Linked DNA regions of Mus musculus: region 1 is linked to region 2. Evidence: chromatin contacts called from public HiChIP or PLAC-seq data. All regions are on one chromosome and are shown on one strand. Each heading gives the region's core, a stretch centred on a gene start, on an enhancer-like site or on the middle of the called end of the contact. The rest is flanking DNA. Distances are from core to core; before and after follow the strand shown. Region 1 overlaps Cdyl2 (chromodomain protein, Y chromosome-like 2). Region 2 holds the start of Dynlrb2 (dynein light chain roadblock-type 2).

What was found. HiChIP or PLAC-seq counts read pairs in DNA pulled down with a chosen protein or histone mark.
Region 1: an H3K4me3 HiChIP or PLAC-seq map of the SCID.adh cell line shows a contact between it and region 2, with 25 read pairs. The contact joins the enhancer-like site here to the promoter of Dynlrb2 in region 2. A contact is called at or near these places in 3 of 39 promoter capture datasets (epiblast stem cells, liver and macrophages), 6 of 484 Hi-C or Micro-C datasets (CD4 T cells, CD8 T cells, Th17 cells and 1 more), 4 of 115 datasets of contacts at active chromatin or transcription factors (the SCID.adh cell line, double positive thymocytes, embryonic stem cells and 1 more) and 2 of 9 other capture datasets (adipose tissue and pancreatic islet).

Annotation. Positions count from the first base shown.
Region 1 is chr8:116,585,039-116,589,364 of GRCm38.p6, forward strand. Cdyl2 (chromodomain protein, Y chromosome-like 2) reads right to left here. Exons shown (of 7, transcript NM_029441.3): 4 at 4,212-4,326. Among named protein-coding and RNA genes, the nearest start is that of Gm31367, 19 kb to the right of the region's middle. Within about 2 kb of position 2,748, at least 98 of the 459 cell types and tissues checked have an H3K27ac peak or open chromatin away from gene starts, as enhancers often do. A contact at or near this core is called in CD8 T cells, the SCID.adh cell line, Th17 cells and 3 more, where this site is marked.
Region 2 is chr8:116,502,633-116,506,801 of GRCm38.p6, forward strand. It overlaps Dynlrb2 (dynein light chain roadblock-type 2), which reads left to right and starts at 2,383. Exons shown (of 4, transcript NM_029297.1): 1 at 2,383-2,417. The coding sequence starts at 2,415.

The DNA of each region.
Region 1 (4,326 bases), core at 1,498-3,997, 83 kb after region 2:
TTTTCTGGTCTCGCTGAACCATTATATATTAGGAATTTATTTATTCTATCAGAATGCTTAACTAATATACACAAGGAGCTGAGTCAATACATTCTGTTGATAATGCCCCTCCTAACACTGATCAAAACCGGGCCATTAGAGATTGGGAGTTTATTTGTTATAGCAGCTAATGCTTAACTAATACAGACATGGAACTGCGTCAATACTGTCTGTTGACAATGTTTCCCCTGCTAGCATTTATCAAAAGGGACAAGGACAACAGCAATAAGCTGGAGTCAGCTTCTCCTGTAGGAAAGACTGTTTTATACTCTGCTAAGGTAGGGGGACCGTAAGATCTCTCTATATAAGCTATTAGGAGGTACTCAGCTTTGACCTCATTTTGCATGTCACACTGACCATGATGATCGATTCACTGTAGTCACAGCCCTGCTTCAAAGAGAGAATTCCAATACCATCCCCCTCTGGCGACTGGTTTTGCAGTGGCCATCTCCTGGATTCTCCCTTCCCTCTGTGGCTGGGTTTTAGGTTAGATCACTGGCTTATTTTTACCGCTGCAGCTTGAGCCTATTAAGAATATGGAACTCTCATGGATAGTCCAGGGAAGCCAAGAGCTGGGTGGATTTCATCAGACATCCCTTTTCTAAGAACCTCTGTACAAATCTAAAATCTAGGATCTAAAATCTAGGATCTGAGACACAGCAAGACTTCCTAGACTCCTGAAACCACCCCTTCCTCTCAGTCGACACTCCCTCTGGGGATACCAAGGGCATCGGCACAGCCCTTCCTGACACACTGACCCAGATTCGTCAGATGCTCTCAGCTACGGAAAGTCCATGACTATGAAACCGGCCTCCATGCTGTGGGCCTCAGGCAGATATTGCTGATGTCCTCATGACTCCCATGAGCCCATTCAGTAACCTACTGCACACCCCATCCCTCCCAGAGGCTTCCACATCAGGACCCAGAGACTTTTGTTCTGTGTATGGGTACTTGGGACCCTGAAGAGGTGATAGGTTTGAAGCCCATACAGCCCTGGCCTTCCAGCACCAGCTGCTCCAGTTTCACCGTTCTGATGTAAATGTGATGTGTGGACCACCCCCCCACCCATCCTTTTTCTCTTACCTCAGGTGTGAGATCTCTATCACAAGGCCCCCGAGGATGCACAAGCCAAACAGCCAACAGGATATTGCATTACAGACCTGAGGCTCAGATATCTGATCCCGCTTCAGTGGCAGGGCTGGGCTGGGCTCAGAGGACTGCTCTGTATTTCCCCCAGCGTCCACGTCCACGACTGTGAGACTGACTCTGGTCTTTTGCAGATAGCTCCCTCTGCTCAGCTCAAGCCCTGTGCCTGTAGCCTGACCAGGCAGATGGGACGCTTGAAAGTGGTGTGGAACATCAAAGGAGTCTGACAGTTAAAGTCAAATCTCAACTCTGTCCCTCACTAACAGCCAGATCTTAGACAAGCTGCCTGGGCTCTAGAGATTCGTTTTTCTCCCTCTATACAATAGGAAGGCCAATGCCGGGTACTCATGTTGATAAATGAGAATTCAACAAGAGTAGCAAGTGCCCAGCATATGAGGAATAATGGGTCAGGCTTCTATGACCAGGCCTCTGTTTCTATATGCAGCTCTCATCTAATTCATGGTAGTCTGTGGTCCATTCTTCTATCCCAGAGAAAATTCAAGCAAAATGCTACCACTGGGGACGTCACTGTGTCGCCTGAAGCAATTGTTACTTCCCTTGTGACCCTGGCACTCATTCCCTTTAACCAGAGCCAGGACAGCTAGAGCTATGCCAGGCTGTCCAGGGTCTACGAGCACCAGACCACACATGGCAACTGTCATCTGAAGCTCAGAAAGATCTCTAAAAGCCTACTCCACAGTTGTGGCTGGCAGAACGGCAGTCCCAAACATAAAGGTAATAACTTGTGTTTGTGGTGTGTGTGTGTGTGTGTGTCTGTGTGTGTGTGCCCGTGTATGCTCTAGTGAAGGATGGGATGAGCCCAGAAGGTCGGGGGCATTCTGAGTGTTAATGCCTTCCTTAAAAACTTAAGGCTTCTATGACAGTGACCACAAACCGTGGTTCAAAACAACAGAAGTTTATTCTGTAGTGCACTTGGAGACAAGAAGTCCACATTCCAGGTCCTGGTCTACTCTGAGTACTGAGGCAGGAGCTTTCCAGAGCTCCCCCCTCACCTGCTGATGGTGCCAGCCTTCTTGGGTGCTCCATGGCTGGCAGCTGCTTTACTTGAGTCTCTGTCACATCCCCTTTCCTATTTCACGTGTCACGCCTTTTCCTGTGTCACTCCCAGCCACATACCATCACCTCCCACTTAGAGGCTACTTCAGGTCCATTCTCCATTCCATTAAGAATTAACTCAGCTTCATGGATTGAATAGATTAGGAAGTGTTTTCTATCTCTCTGAGGACAAGAAGTCCAAGTGCTAGTTAGCTCTTCCTGCATGAAGGAGAACCCTGGGCTGGATCTTAAATGTTTGCCTGGGCTGGAGATACCACAAGCACCTGTAGTGGGATCGGTAACCAGGTGCAGACTGTGGGCTAGGCTTTCTAGGGTCACGGTGGGTTCTTCGGTCCCTGGGGTATGCTCTGGTGGCCCCGTCGATAAAGAGGGAATCAGTCTAGTGCCTTTGCTGCTCTTTCAACTCATGCAAAGCCAGCACTGAGAAGACACAGCTGAGCTCAAACAAGGCAGAAACTGCAGGGTTCACAGGCAGGAGCTGGCTGCGCCCTGAAAACAGGAAGTGACGTCAACACCCCCCTCTCCCCGCAGGAAGGGGTCCAGGCTTCTTAGTTCTCTCCTGAGGAGGAGGATGCTGCATGGGGAAGCACACAGGCATTCCTGAGCAACACTTCATACAAAGTCGGGCCTGGAATTCACACAAAGGAACGTCCTCGCGCTATCCACCGCATCCTCTGATTCCCTGAGTGACCGCACGGAAGTCAGCCTCTGCTGGAACCATCCACAGGACTGAGAGACCCTGAGCAGTCGGCAGCCTGAGGCTCCGAGACTCCGCGTGGAGTAAACATCCCTGGTCTTGAGACCATGGGCTGTGACTCAGCTGTGTCTCATCCCTTGAGGAAGGCACAAGGGCAAGTCTCCCAGAGAGAGGCTCATGAGTGGCCTCTATCAAGCAGCTAAATGACCTGGCTGGAGAGTTCATTCATTTGCTTTTGTTATGAATAAGTGGGAGGGGCTAGGGAAACAGCTCAGTGGGTTTAAAAAAAAAGTGCTAGCTTTACAAGCATGGGGACCCATGTGTTTTAAAAAAAAAAAAAAAAGGCAGAGCTTTTTTGGCAGATGCTTGCTTGTAATCCCAGAGCTGGGGAGGTGGTGACAGGTGGGGCTGGGGCTCACTGGCCAGTCAGCTTAGCCTGCTGGGCAAGTACTGGGCCAGTGAGAGACCGTGGCAGCGCCTGAGAAAGAACATCTGAGGTTGACCTCTGACCACTGTGCATGCACACATGTACCCACACATATACACGTGCACCTACCTACACACATGAAAATGAAATAACAAATAGACAATTATCCTGTGTTTAAGACCTCACACATCTGACCCACAGACTTTGAAAGGGGCACTCTAGACCCACCCTGTCTACCAATGCCATAGATGTATATATAGTATCTTCACTCTCTCCCTAGTAATTGAGTCACATCAGGTCCAGGACACAGAAATGGCTACATAATCAAAGACCATACTACCAGGCAGAAGGTGGAATCAGAAAGTATCACAGGCATTGCCAATGCAGGCCATAATGGGAAAAATAGGTATGTCTTTTTAAAAAAACAAAAAACAAAAAGGGGAGGCGGGCATGAAATGCAACCTATGGAGAGCAAAGCCTGCCATGGGGCCACAGACAAAACGTCGGCTGGCCAGCTCGTGTCCACAGTTCAGAGATGGAAACGGAGCTGAACGGTAGAACATTTATTTGTCCAACATGTACAAGACCCTGGGTTTGATCCCTGGCATCAAAAAGAGTCAAACTTCAGATAAATCAACGGTAATTTTAAAATGTAAGTATGTCCTGGTGTCCTAAATGGTGCCGAGGATATACTCACACTAAAAATAAAATCGCACATTGTTTGATGTACGTTTACAGCTGGGCAGCCTGTACTTTTAACTGGCTAAATTTGGTCACCGTTGGCAGGCTCCCCAAAGCGTTCATTCAGAGAGAGGTCGGACTCACCTGATAGCTTCTGCGATTCGAGTGCTCTCCTTTCTCCGGTCGCTGGACAGCCGGCCGATCAGGTAGGAATAGTCTAGTCCGCTGCAGAACACACTGCCCACGGCACTGAGCAGCA
Region 2 (4,169 bases), core at 1,133-3,632:
AAAAGAATTGGCAACAAACAGGAAAAATGCAAGGATCAAAGATTAATTCAAAATTAAACACTCCATGAATATGAGGTGTCTTGCTGTTGTTGATGGAGTTGTGTTTTGCAAACTAACAGCAGCTCTGGCTCTGAACATACATCAGGGGCACTCAACTTGTGTATGCCCTCACCGTGTAAAGTCAACAAACAATGTCTAAAACACCCCAAACACCCTCCCTCAAACTGAAGGCTAAGAGTTGCATTGGTGGTTTTTACAAGGAGTTTTCTATTCTTATAGAAACTAATATTTAATTATAAACAACAACAGCAACAAAGATTCCTAATAGTTTCCTACCTCCACTCCTCAGTATGTAAGAATCAAATTAGTGATTCTTTGAATTGGCTTAAGTTAGACAGACAAGCACTTCCTATCCATTATCATGCAAATTGTTTTTCTCTTTAATGAGTGGTAGGATTTTATGTAGGCCAAAGGATTGTGTTCAAATAAATTTCTTTATAATTTATTATCAGTAAATGTTTGATATCTATACCTACTTTTATAAACACAAGACCACATATAATTTTATCTGGGAAGGCTGGATAGGTGACTCAGAGGTAAGAGCACTGGTTGCTCTTGCAGAGGACCTGGCTTCAATTGACAGCACTCATATGGCAGGTTGCAACTGTTTGTAATTCAAGTTCCAGGGGATCCAACATCTTCTGGCCTCTGGGGTCAACACACACACACACCACACACAAACACACACACACACACACAGTGCATGGGCATACATGTAGGCAAAGCACCTATACACATAAAATGAATAATAAATTTGTCGGGGGTGGGAGAAATGGGTTGTAACTGGATAAAGCTTAAGATGCCCTAAAGTAGAGTACTATAATAGGAAAATCTCACAAGGAAAATGAACACAAGATATAAAAAGTGCAGTCCAACTCAATGGTTGCCAAAAGAGTGCCAAAGCTACATAGAAAAGTAAATAAGATACCAAGGGGAAACTCAAGGTCACAGCATTACTGCGATTCTATCAGAATGGAGACAGTCAACAAACAAGAGAGACCCCCTCTTGTTGGGAAGGAAGTTCTGGTTTTTGACAGTTAAGGGCAAGGAAGAGTAAAATATGCCTACGGTTTGGTTTTTCCAAGTGCTTGCAAGTTTTAGTAACTAACACTTTCAGTGGAGTTGAAGGTTATTTAGCACTTAGCATGAATTTAAAGGAAGGGGGAGAGTTGGGAGGTGGTGGAAGGGGTGGAAAGAATTCCCAGTACCTAGGACGGGGCCCGAGAACATGTTGGATTCCTTCAAGGCGCTTTATAAAGCACCACCTTGGATATCCATCATAGTCCCACCCCAAAGAGAAGGCATCAAAATTAAACCAAGCTACCTCCGAGAAATCATTGGAGGGAAAGGTCGATGAGGAGAAAGTGGCTCCCGTTCTCCCCCATTGATTCCCTATGCGCAGAATCAGACTTTACTGCTGGTTGGAAGTCACTTTGGCCACTTCTCTCTGAGCTGTTGTTCTCCTGCCAGAGCTGCTCCTGCTGGAATCCTGCTTGCCTCCCATCACAGCTGTGGATAAAGGCTTCCTCCTCTTCCTTCTTTCTTCCTTCCTCCCTCTTTCTCTTCTGCTTTTTCTTACTTTCCCTCCTCTATCGCTCCCTCCCTTTCTCTCCCTCTCCCTCTCCCCCTCCCCCCTCTCTCATTCTCTCCCCCTGCTGAGTGTGGATCTAACTAGATTCTTCAAGCTCCTGCCTTGCCTTCCCACAATGATTGCGACCTGGAATTGTAAGCTAGACGGAACCCTTTCTCCTCGAAGTTGCTCTTTGTTTGTTTGTTTGTTTGTTTATCACAGCAGCAGAACAAACCCTTTCTAGATCGGCTCAGCTCTAGTACCAAATTCTCAGAGATAAAGTGAAATCGGTTGGTTTTAGGACATGAGCACCTTCCCTGCGTGCTACCATATCCACAGTGTGTTATTGTTTCCCACATGGATAGTTCTATATCTCAGGATGGTATTATTGGCACCCATGTGTGTATCATATATCTCACGTGGGGGCGGTCAAGTGGCTACCTACACTTGCCTGACTCAGGGACAAGTGCCGGCCACATCTCCAGAAAGCATGAAAAAGAAGAAAAGTTAAACCCAGGAGAGACTGTATCCTGCCACGACCCCATCGCCTTGAGGTTCCTGGGAAGGAACGTCCGTGCCTGCCTTCTTTTGCTAGGCTGCAAAGCAACCTGCCACATGCAGGGCGGAAAAGCCGGCTTCAGAAACAGCCTAACCGTTGCGCAGGCGCAGCCCATAGCTTTCAGAAAGCCACTTCCTGCCTGGTTGCCTAGCAACGGGGGAAGCGTTGTTGACATCCACAGAAACTGCAACTCAGACTTGAGCCAGGAGCTGTCCCACAGGCGCGATGGTAAATCTGAGTTCTTGTCTAGAAGGGTAGAGGGGGAGACTCATGTGCACAGCTGTCCTGGGAGGGTCTCACCATTTACTGGATGACAGCTGGAAAGGGCGCTATTGAAAAAACGGGAGGTGTTGAGATGAATCTGGGAGCCAGAAAAGTTTGCAAAGAGCTATGACAGAGGTGGAGAAAGAAAGAAAGATCCCAAGCTGAGAAAGAAGGAGACCAGGAGAACAAAAAAATGGGAAGGGGGCTGGGAGATGAGTAAGAGACAAAGAGGGAAGAAATAAAAACTAGGAGGGGGGGCGAGGAATGGAGAGAGAACGCGGGGAGGAAGGTGGGATGCTACCCCAACCTCGCCTGCACAGAAAAGGAAGGAGAGAGAAGAGAGAAAAAAAAAGGAAAGGGAAAAAGAAAGGCAAAGGGGAAGAGAAGAGAAGGAAGGGGATGGGAGAGAAAGAAACGAAGGAAAAGGGTTGGAGAAAAGGGAAAGGGAGAGGAGGAGGAGGGAAGGAGAGTGAAGGGGAGAGGAGGAGAGGCACAGGAGTGGCCTGGGGACACAGGAGGTTGCAATAGGGGTCTGGGAGTCAGAAGAGAACCACCTTGGAGGAGAGGAAAGGTGAGGAGCAGAGAGCTGAGAGGAGCAGTGGAGGAAGGGAGGAGAGGTCCGTGACTTTGAGGAGCCCCTAAGGCGATCAGAACTGGGCTGGTTTGTGAGTATTCTGTGCCAGACATAAGGAGACCAAGAAATGCCAAGTGTCAGAGAGATACCCCAAGAAAAAAATGTCTACATTTACTGGGGTTTGCGTTTTCTTGGTTGGTCGGTTGGGTTGGTTTGTTTGTTGTTTGGTTTTGGTGTTTGGTTTGGTTTGGTTTTGGTTTTGTCCCAGGCTGTGTATGAGACAAAACAAGTCCCTGGCACTATCAGATTCTTGCTATTACTGTCACTGGCGATGTCTCCTTTTCCTTTCCAGAGGACACCTCAGGCTCAGAGCTTTCGTGTTACTGAAATGTAAACATATGCTCTCTTCCTTTGTTTTCACAGTCCTCTTTATTTGTGACAGCCCGTTTGTGACCTGGGGTGGCCTCTGCAGATGCATTTCTCCAAGCTTTGGGCCATGGTGTAGTTTAAAGAACATGCTAAATTAAATGTTACCAGTGTCCACCATGAGGAAAGCCACTAATCCAGCCTGACATTTCCTCAAAAGACACCTGCCCTGGTGGTGGGAAAAACGAGAAAAGTGCTTGCTCACCTCCACAATGGGTGCAGAAGGAAGCCTGTCTCTGACTGAAGTAACGTAGTGTTCACTTGTGAGATGTTGGGAAAGAAAACAATAGAATAGATTCTCATCACAAAACTGCCTGGCTAAGTGGAGCACGGTAATGCCTGCCTGGAGTCCCAGCACTCAGGAGGCTGAGGCAGGAGGACTGCTGCAAGTTCAAGACCAGGCTGAGCTATATACTGTGAAATCCTATCTCAAAAAAAAAAAAATCCAAAAAAAATGCATATGAGGCTGTGGAGAAAGCTCAGTGGTTAAAAGCATTAGGTTCTCTTGCAGAGGACCCAGGTTCAAGCCTCAGCAACCCCTGATATCTCACAGCTGTCTGTAACTTTATGTCTAAGTGATCTGACACCCTCTTCTGGCCTCCACTGGCCCTACGCATGCACATGGTGCTCAGACATACGTGCAGACAAGCATCCATCCCTATAAAATAATAAACTATATTTTTACAAGAAGTGTAAATAGTCGCAATGTGCTGTTG